Linked DNA regions of Mus musculus: region 2 is linked to region 1. The links are chromatin contacts, called in public Hi-C maps. All regions are on one chromosome and are shown on one strand. The core of a region is the stretch at or near the end of the contact, and the rest is flanking DNA. Distances in the headings are between cores, read along the strand shown.

Region 1 (4,787 bases), core at 860-3,359:
AGTAACTTAAGGGAGGAGGGTTTATTTTGCATCACAGTATGGGAGTTAAAAATCCATCAAGGCAGTAAAAGTCCCAGAGCAGAACACAGAGAGGTGATGCTTCTGCTCAGCTTGCTTTTCTGCTTTTTATATCTCCAAGATCCTCATCCTGAGAATGCTGCAGCCTGATGGAAATGCTTCCCCCTCAGTCCAGACATAACCACAGACGTGGCCAGGGCCCCATCTCCCAGATGAGTCTAGACTTCATTACTTTGACAATGAAGAGAAAGAGAAAGAGAAAAAGGAAATATAATCTAAGCAAAATATATATGTATATTAAACACTGGCTGTTCTGAACATTAGATGTGCTAAATTTGTGTTTTAAATTTAATGGTAGGCTGGTGAGATGGCTTAGTGGGTAAGAGCACCCGACTGCTCTTCTGAAGGTCCGGAGTTCAAATCCCAGCAACCACATGGTGGCTCACAACCATCTGTAACAAGATCTGACTCCCTCTTCTGGAGTGTCTCAAGACAGCTACAGTGTACTTACATATAATAAATAAATAAATACATCTTTTTAAAAAAATGTAATGGTTAGCAGTTAAGAGCAAGGATCTGATTCAGGTCCCAGCACTCATATTGTGCCTCAGACCATGGGCAGCTCTAGTTCAGGGGATGTGACACTTATCTTCTAACCGCTTCAGGGACCAGGCACACAGGCATGCAGGCACGCCCATGATACACAGCCAGATATGCAGGCAAAACACCTATACACGTTTAAATGAATACATTTTAAAAAATACAATAAAATATTTCAAAATATTTTTCTCATCCCCTAAGTGGTTATACTGTTTTTCGGGTTTTGTTGTTGTTGTTGTTGTTATTGTTGTTTGGTTTGGTTTTTTGTTTGTTTTGTTTTTCTGCGTTGGAATGGTATTTCTGCTTCCTTTCCAGAGAAGTAAATGAACATTTTGTAATTTTGGAGACTTATCATGAAGGCCGGCAGGCTCAATTCACCCTGGGAGGATGCAATCTTGTCATCATCTCAAATGTAACGTCTTACCATGCACCAATAACAATTATGGAATAACCCAAACTTTGAAGGAGTCTAATCTATAAAAATGCCAGGAAAAAACCCTAGCTCCCCAGGAGGATCCTGGCAGCTCACACTAACCATTGTTTATCTCCCTTAATAAATCAGAGACTCCTTAGAATTGAATTGAAAAGATCTATTGCTTGCCTGGCCAAGGCTGATATAGCTATAATTTATGTGAACCCCCCTCCCGCCCCCCGTCCCCGGTGTTCGCTCTGTCCCCATTAGATCTGTACTATTATCTCCATTTTCCCATGGAAGAGACAGACATTCAGCCTTGCTTCAAGCACTCATAACTATAAGGGGTGGACCTGGAGCTAGGCAGTCCCCAGACTCTGCCACTCGCAGACTCTGCCAGCCTCCCTACCATTCCTTGCGGCACCAAGAGGACATTTATCACGTTTGACTCAGAGCTGGGGATATGCGTGGAGGGTGAGGGGCTCATAGAGCCTTCGAACTCCGGCAGGGCTCCTCCACTCGTGGGGAAGCAGGGAATGGAGCGAGTGAAGAGGGCTGGCTATAGGGAGGGAAGCGGCGTGCTGGTGACCCTTTGATGGGGGAGAGAGAGTCAGAAAGCCAATGGAGACAAGACCCTTACTTGGTCGGGCAAAGAGGAGGAAGCTAGTAAGTTGATTCAGCAATTCCATGATCCGATGTCTTTCTAAATACAGCTTGGCCTGAAGCTCCCGGTCAGCCACAGGCTCCATGTTTCCTAGCTGAGCCGTTGCTAGGCGACCAGGCAGCCTCCAGGGGGCCCAACTCCGCCCCTTTCGTGCTCATTCACGTGAAACACCTCACCTTCCCCAGCCCCACTCCTCTTCCCTCCCAGGTACCAGGACAACCCCCTTCCACACCCCTGAGGAAGAAGCAGGGGTGTGGCGGGCAGTCTGTGACACCAGCTTGTGATGCAGTTGCCAACACAGAGGCTGAGCTTGTTTGGTCCGGGTTCCTGCTTCCTGTACTTGTTTGTTCCAGAATGAGGTTTTAATGATGGGAACCTAGGATTTATCAATGAGAAAAGAACGTTAGCAGTTCTAAGAATCCTAAATAGCATTTTCTGGGTGAGCAGCCCTCAGGGTTGCCCTGGCAGGAGGTCTCAGGTATGGATATTGAGCTTGGGTGTTTTCTGCTGAACTACACTCGGTAATGATTCTCCACTTTCAACTCTTTTAACACATTTCCTGTGCAACCCTGTATAAAATAGATATATAATTTAAAGAAAGTTCTTTGAAGTCAGGTGCAATGATGCATGCCTGTCTATAGTACCAGCACTTGGGGGTGGAAGATTAAGGGTTCAATGGCATCCTTGGCTACAAACAGAAGTGAAGAACATCCTGGGATATATAGCCCTGTCTCAGAAAACCAAAACAAACTAAATCAAAGCAAAACGTTTTGCTTTGTAAACATCATTAACAATAAAAGCAAATTTGTGTACCAATGTGCACGTAGGTGCTTGCTTATTTTAAGGAATTAAACGCCAGCTGAATACTTGATACTGCAAAGCACAGAGCATCTTCAACGTTTTTTCAAAGTTGGCTGGTATTTTGAGTTTATAATTGTCAAGGCCAAAAACGCTACATAACAGAAATACATAATACAAATTGGCTGATGTATATTTAGGGACAGGCCAGTAATTCTTGGAAATTATCTTTTCCCCAAGTCAAAAACATACTTTAATGATTTTATTTTATTCTTCTTATGCCATTCACGGCAACAAACCAAACATCTGCGACTAGGTCATAGCTCAATGGTATAGCACTTGACTAGAATATCCAGACTGGAGGTTAGATCTCCCGCTTTGCCATAACAATACTCCCAAAATCTAAATGAACAAGAAAAAAAAGACCCTATTTAAAATGGCCAGAGGGGCATAGATGAGTTCAGTGTGAGGGAGGCTCTAGATTTAATCCCGGCAACCTCAAACAAAACATTAACTCATAAATTATAGCAGGATATAAATATGAACACCTGTAATCCCAGGATGAGGAGGGAGGGCAGAGGCAGTTCAGTAAAATAAATTAATGAACAAATTAATCCTTTGAATACAGTCTAATACACAGATTTCATGCATGCTGATGAATGACAGTGGGAAAATATTAAAAGTATTTGTTTTCTGTAATTAAGCCATTATATGTCTATACAAGAAAAATTTGCATATACAGCAAAAACAGTGCAGTTCGTTACATGCAATAGGCTCAAGGCTGGGCTTAGACAGTAAGTGTCTTTAAGACTACCTGGTGGCCCTCTTCACCTGACATTTCCTTAGGCCCAACCAGGCTATTGCGCCCCTTCCTGCCCTCCTTTCCTGTCTTTCCTTAGAACTACCTGTAATCGCACAGCTCCTCTAGACCCTCTTGGCTTTGGCAACCCCATTCCCCACCCCTTTCCTCTGGAACACACACACATGAGGTTGGGGTGGGGAGGGGAAGGGGGAGAGGGGGAGAGGGAGGGGGAGGAGGAGGAGGGAGAGAGAGAGAGAGAGAGAGAGAGAGAGAGAGAGAGAGAGAACTCAGTTTTTATCTTTACCTTCTGGTATCTACAAAAGTCCTGGTATCAGTCTCTCCTCCAGCTTAGCCAGGCTGAGCCCCAGAGCCCTGTAGAGTGCGGTGCTAACCCACTGAATGGCTTGGTCCTCTTCTAGTCCTCCCTGAGTCCTGGGAACGCAGGGGACTACAAGCCATGTGGGTCTCCTCATTCTCATGGATCATCAGCTGACTCAATGCTCAAGGTCAATAGGAGCAGAAACACTGAGCAGGGGGTTGAGAAGCCCTGTGAGCACGACAGTGAATGCCCACACAGGGACTGCTGGTCAGTAGACAGATCAACTTTGCTTATGGTGAATGAAGGCTTATAAGGTTTTTGGGGACTGAGGGTAAGGGCATCCAGGATGGGCAAAGGTCACGGGCTGGGGACTTAGGGTACCTGGCATACCTCATTAGCATGGGGAAGCATTTCAAGAATCTCAGGGGCTAACTGAACAGGTTTTGTTCAGAGAAAGGAAATTGATAAACTAGGAACAAATAGAGACTGTGTGACAGTCCTCAAGTAGAGATGATTTTGGGGGCTTAGAATTCCCGGGACAAGGCAAGAGAAGGAGGAACCCTGTTAACATGGGTAGTCCTCCACTACATGCCAGGCCCCAAAAGGTTATCTAGTCAACGGTAGATTTCTACCTAATTAGCAGTTTTCCCCCAAGGCTGTAGGTGACATTTTCCTTCCCTTCTCCCATCCATAAAAACCATATTTTCATATCCTTGTTCCCTTTGGGATGCCTCTTCGGAGATGCCCAGCCTCTTCACCTGGCATCTGATCAGAAGGGCCATAACTTTATTCACTTTTGCAATAGAATTTGGCCTCACTACCCCTTAGATTATCAAACCAAAAGGCTGCCTAGTGGCACCCTGGATCCCCATATTATTTGGGAATTTTACAATACTGCCACTGATCTGGAAGTAGAAAGAGATTTCTGGTTCCCCATTTCTCTTTTCTCCACTCCAAGCCCTGTTTGGGTTTTTTTTTGGGGGGGGAGGGGGTAGGTGGTAGGGCCCTGGTCTCCCTGCCCCACCCCCACCTTGCTCCCACATGTTGTAAATATCCCATCTTTTAAGTTAAAGTTGATGGATCTATAAGTTTGTTGTAAAGTGAGAGCGAGGCCTGACATAGCAGGAGAAGGAAGAAGCAAAGGAGTAGGCCCAGACGCAGTTGGTACACACAC
Region 2 (4,787 bases), core at 1,600-4,099, 1.1 Mb before region 1:
TAAAATTTATGATTAATACACTCAAACTCATTAGCCTTGTTTACAGTGGATTAGGATTCCATATTTCTGCCTCTAGGCTAATCCAAGTGGGATTTGGCTAATAAGGTAGCAAAGATGACTTCATTGTGAGTCTTCACCTCTCTGTCAGTGGATGAGGTTGACAGAGTCAGAACCATGACTGTAAGGAGAACTGGTGAGATGCTGCAGAATTTATAAAAGTATTAGTTCTATAAAAGCTAAAATAAAAGTTGAGCTCCTATGTTTAGAATGCTTACATACAGAATTGTTTCTTTAAAAGAGCTAAGTAAGATGTGTTAAATATACCTGAAAATATACAAATGTGTCAAAATATGCAGAAAATGTATTTAAGAACAGAACTCTCTATGGAATGTGTTGCCAGGTACCAGCAAAAACTTTTCTTCACCTCTAAAAATAAAGAGAGGTAATACTTTTAAAAAAATGTTTCTGGAAGCAGTTACTTTAAGGCTTACCTCAAAGGCTATAAACACAAAAGAATACACTTTCCATAAGGCTAAAGAGCAATCAGGATGGCGTTGTCAGGACCAAGATTCAGAACCAAATGGCATATATTACATATATGCCTTAATTCCTGCTTTAGGTCTTGGTACATGTGACCTTGGCCACATTATTGATGGCTTATGTTTTTCTTATCTGTAAAGGAATGCCACATTAAAATATGTTGTCAGGTTATAATAAGTCACAGCTCCATGGTATTATGAAGAGATGAACATCCCTTCTGTAACATCCTCAAAACTGTATTTAGAACACTGTAAGCGCTTTGCACAGGTTCCATAATCTAAAGAAGAACACCACTTCTCCCCCTGAATCATGATATTTTACATTGCTCTTGCCCAAATTTGGAAAGATAGCTTGGAATTGTCCTCTGAGAAAAGCTAAGTGTTATCAGTATACATGGTTCCTGAGAGCTCACGTGTTTTAAACTCATCTCCAGTGTGCTTCCTGACAAGGGCAGGGATGTTTCTGTTTACAGGCAGAAGTGGTGCCACCCTGTGGCAATGACATGACTGTAGCTGCCAATCAAGCTGGATTGGCCAAGTTTGAAATTAGGCAGCATTTGAGGGGCTTTTTGCTTTTATCATTCTTTTGATATAAATTGCAGGCACAAGGTATAAATGTATTCAGTTTTTTAAAATATTCTGTTATTATGATCCTTATAAAATGACAACTTTATGATATTTGAAAAAGCAGTAGTTCTTTTGTTTTGTCCCTAGTTTGAATTTAGCAAAATACATGGAGCGAGTGCCCACTGCCCACAGAGCAGTGAGTTCGATCAGAATCTGATGGAACCTGGATCACCAGTGAAATCACAGAGAACTGAGTGACTAGAACTCCTCCTATACCCTCAAAATCCATGCGTTCCTGTTGACGTTAGATGCTGAATCTAGTCAGAAAGCTTTATTGGAAGAAAAGATCCAGGTGATTAAAGACACAGTCGAGATTTTTGAGAAGCAGCATCGCCAGATCTGAGTAGGCTGTAGAGGGACTCTGCCCCTGCGGCTTGCTTGCGTTTCTGCATAAGGACTTCCTGAGAATTTAGGGATCCGGTCCTGTCTCCATTCTGTAGGAATGAATGAGTTCTGCATCCAGTATGAAAGAAGGACCTTGTAATGCTCAATGCCTCTACCTTTGTTCGTCTATGTCTTGAGAATCTGCATATATGTTACCTTAAATTGAATTGTTGAGACCTTCGTTATTTATTAGATATTTTCTTATTAGTTCAAAGTAATCATCTCTTATTAGCAGGGTAACACACTTCCCCCAAAAGATGTTTTATATATTAAGATAGTGAACATTTATATGCTTCTAAGGTATGCTCTGTGTATTTTCTATGAGTATATGTGTAAGTGGGTAGATGCATGCCGGTATTCACATGCATATGTGTGTGTGTGTGTGTGTGTGTGTGTGTGTGTGTGTGTGTGTGTGCGCGCGCGCGCGCGCGCATGCACGCGTGTGGAGATAAAAAGACAACTTTGAATATTATTCCGTAGGTACCATCTACCTTGGTTTTTTTGAGACAAGGTCTTGACACTGCTCTGATGTTTGCCAAGCCAATTAGGCTATGCTGGCTGGACACCAAACATCAGGGATCTAACAGTCTCTACCTCTTCTGCCCTAAGACTGTGGGTGCACAGTACTACCACAAGTGAGTCTTGGTGACTAAACACAGGGACATCTAATTGTACAGCACATACTTCACCAGTAGAGCTATCTCCCCAGGCCAAGACTGAGCAGGTCTCATCAAAGGGTGTAAAAGCACTCTTTGATTAAGTTGATTTGTGGAGTAAGCAAGTGTATTTTGTTCATAGAGTGGTATAAGAGACAGGATCTGCTAAGAGAAGTTTATTTAACTGATATCTACCTAATAATAACTTATGCTGTATACTATGCTACGTTCTGTTATTACCATGGTATCCTCTGCATCTAGTATCAGGTTTCCATGGGAAAGATTTCTTTATTTTGCTATTTGCAAATGTCTGTCATTTGATGCTTGTTTATAAATGAAAGTATAATATAATTGGTACAAAAAAAACCATTAATGTTTGTCTTACTCTTATTGTATTTTTTGAAAGTAAGCTTACTCCCAATCTCAGATGAAGAAATTTGAGTTTAATTGAATAAAGAACTCTTTCAAATTAATACTTATAGTATCCATTTAAAAGACTAAAATTTCCTGCCTCCTCTGGGTTTCATTTGCTGGTGCTGTTTACATCAGATTAAATTCTTAGATCAAATTACAAAATGCCATGGATGCATTTCTTAGTTCCTGTTAAGTTAAAAAGTGACATAAACTGGCTTGGTTTTGTTTCCATTGTGCAAGAAGCTCCACGAAGTTTTTACTCAGTTCTCAGATAGTAAGAACTAAGGAGTAGGACAAAAGTTTAGAACTCTCGACGAGAATTCCAAAGTGAAGCTGTGTTTGCAAAGACTACTAATGACTGCAGTAGAGAAATTGCTGTTTCTGGTACAGTGGCTAATTACATTATCCCAGACTAGCTTTAGAACCTGAATCGCCTGCCTCTCTGTCATAACTGACATTCACTAATAGATAAAGCCCTCTGTGACTCTATTAACTTAGCACAGCATTGGCTTCCACCAACCCAAAAGCTAAGATTTCACCAGATAGCATGTGGAGCTGATGGGAAAATCACCCATCTTGCTGAAACCACCTGTATGATGATCCCACCAACGTTTCTTAAAACTTCCTTGAATCATTATTTTGCTTTGTTACTATAAAACCTTCATGAAACTGCTTCCACGTTGGAGCATGGAATTTGTGGTAACCTAAACCTGTGTTCTCAGGCCATGGTCACTCAAATCTGGCTCTAGAATAAACTATCCCTCATTCTCTTTGAGTTAAAGGCTGTGTTTTTTCGCAGACAGAACCAAGTGTGCACTACAAATTAGTTGGCAATTCATGTTTGTGTTATGGTTTGTTATGACTGCTTAATTCAAAAGCATATTTGCAGAGAGGGAGTTTGAATTAAGTAAATCAAAATAGCAAAGCCTTTGATTAAAAAGTTAGCCTGCTTTAGCTTAAATGTTGATATTTCAAGGACTACTGATATTTTAGTCATTTGTGGTTATTTTCGTTTCCTGTCCAGACCCCTGGGAAATAAGAGAACAGTAAATCAAAGCCAAGATTGCCTTCTGCATTTATTTTCTTTGCATTTATGCCATGTATTTGTGTACTTTTAGAAACTAAAGATATTCACGACTTGATCACAATCACTGTGAGGGAGAGTTGTACCTCTGAACAAACCAATTTATAAGATTCTTACGAAAATGTTTCTTTTAATGTTTGATAATTTACTCATTCTTTCTATTTCCTGATGATTATATTATAAATGCTAATAGACTATATACTAAGAATATCTACATTCCTAAAATGAAGTTTGGACAGAATTGTTGTCAATTTCAAGGAACTACTTTTTCCCTAAATCATTTAGACACATTCTAACTTACTAATTTAATTTTCCATAAAATTACTTCTGAGACTATAGATTCTAATGGAGACACTTATGTACCAAGCACACAGTCTACCATGTTTAAGCACTGAAAAAATAAATCAATTGGTGATTATCTTGGGCAAAATTTCAGAAACTTTTGATTAAATGAGTTTAAGAGGATTTTAATATATATTTCTTTTCTCTTTCAAGTTTGAAATAAGAAAAATAAATTCTCAATTTACATTTTGCCACTTTGGTCTAATTTTCTAATATACTATGGGTCTTAAGTTAGACATTAATGTCTAGGTAATTCAGGTTGTAATCTATTCTTGGTAACTCTCTTGAACAAATGGTATAAATGGGGAAGTTGTATTTTTCTGTGTTTTCTCCTACTTTGGTGATTGTTGTGGTTTAAGAGATAGAAAATGACACCGTAAAACCTTTTAAGATTGTTTGTAAATGCTTTTTTGTTTTGTCAGGTAATTTGTCTGAATAATTGGTATTCACTTACCAATAATTTAAGCAAAGACTTCACATAATCTAGCATTGAGATGGTCACAACAGCTAATAAATTGTTGCTTTGGGACTTTCACGGGATGTGCTTGCTTTTATGACCACAATTATGCAGGCACATGCATGAATTTCTATTTCACAATACTTTTTGAGTTTCGTCTTTTCACTCATTCGTTCATGCATTCATTCATTCCAGGCATGCACTAGTCACTGAAGCCCCAGGCTCCCCAGGGGTGCTCCAGGGATAGTGAAAAGGGCCTCTTTCATGAAGCAGGCACTGCTCTT

The links. A called contact is a pair of places that touch in the nucleus more often than the background predicts.
Region 2: a Hi-C map of the N1E-115 cell line shows a contact between it and region 1, with 5 times the contacts expected there. The contact joins the enhancer-like site here to the promoter of Atxn7l1os2 in region 1. A contact is called at or near these places in 2 of 39 promoter capture datasets (the C10 cell line and embryonic stem cells), 1 of 15 datasets of contacts at CTCF or cohesin (pro-B cells), 10 of 484 Hi-C or Micro-C datasets (the MNK3 cell line, the N1E-115 cell line, Th1 cells and 6 more) and 2 of 9 other capture datasets (adipose tissue and embryonic stem cells).

What each region holds. Positions count from the first base shown.
Region 1 is chr12:33,392,082-33,396,868 of GRCm38.p6, reverse strand. Atxn7l1os2 (ataxin 7-like 1, opposite strand 2) reads left to right here and starts at 2,109. Exons shown (of 4, transcript NR_131031.1): 1 at 2,109-2,172. Efcab10 (EF-hand calcium binding domain 10) reads right to left here and starts at 2,015. Exons shown (of 4, transcript NM_029152.1): 1 at 1,671-2,015. The coding sequence starts at 1,779.
Region 2 is chr12:34,447,598-34,452,384 of GRCm38.p6, reverse strand. The region is part of intron 4 of Hdac9 (histone deacetylase 9); the gene reads left to right. Among named protein-coding and RNA genes, the nearest start is that of Gm51984, 230 kb to the right of the region's middle. Within about 2 kb of position 2,849, at least 2 of the 459 cell types and tissues checked have an H3K27ac peak or open chromatin away from gene starts, as enhancers often do. A contact at or near this core is called in the N1E-115 cell line, where this site is marked.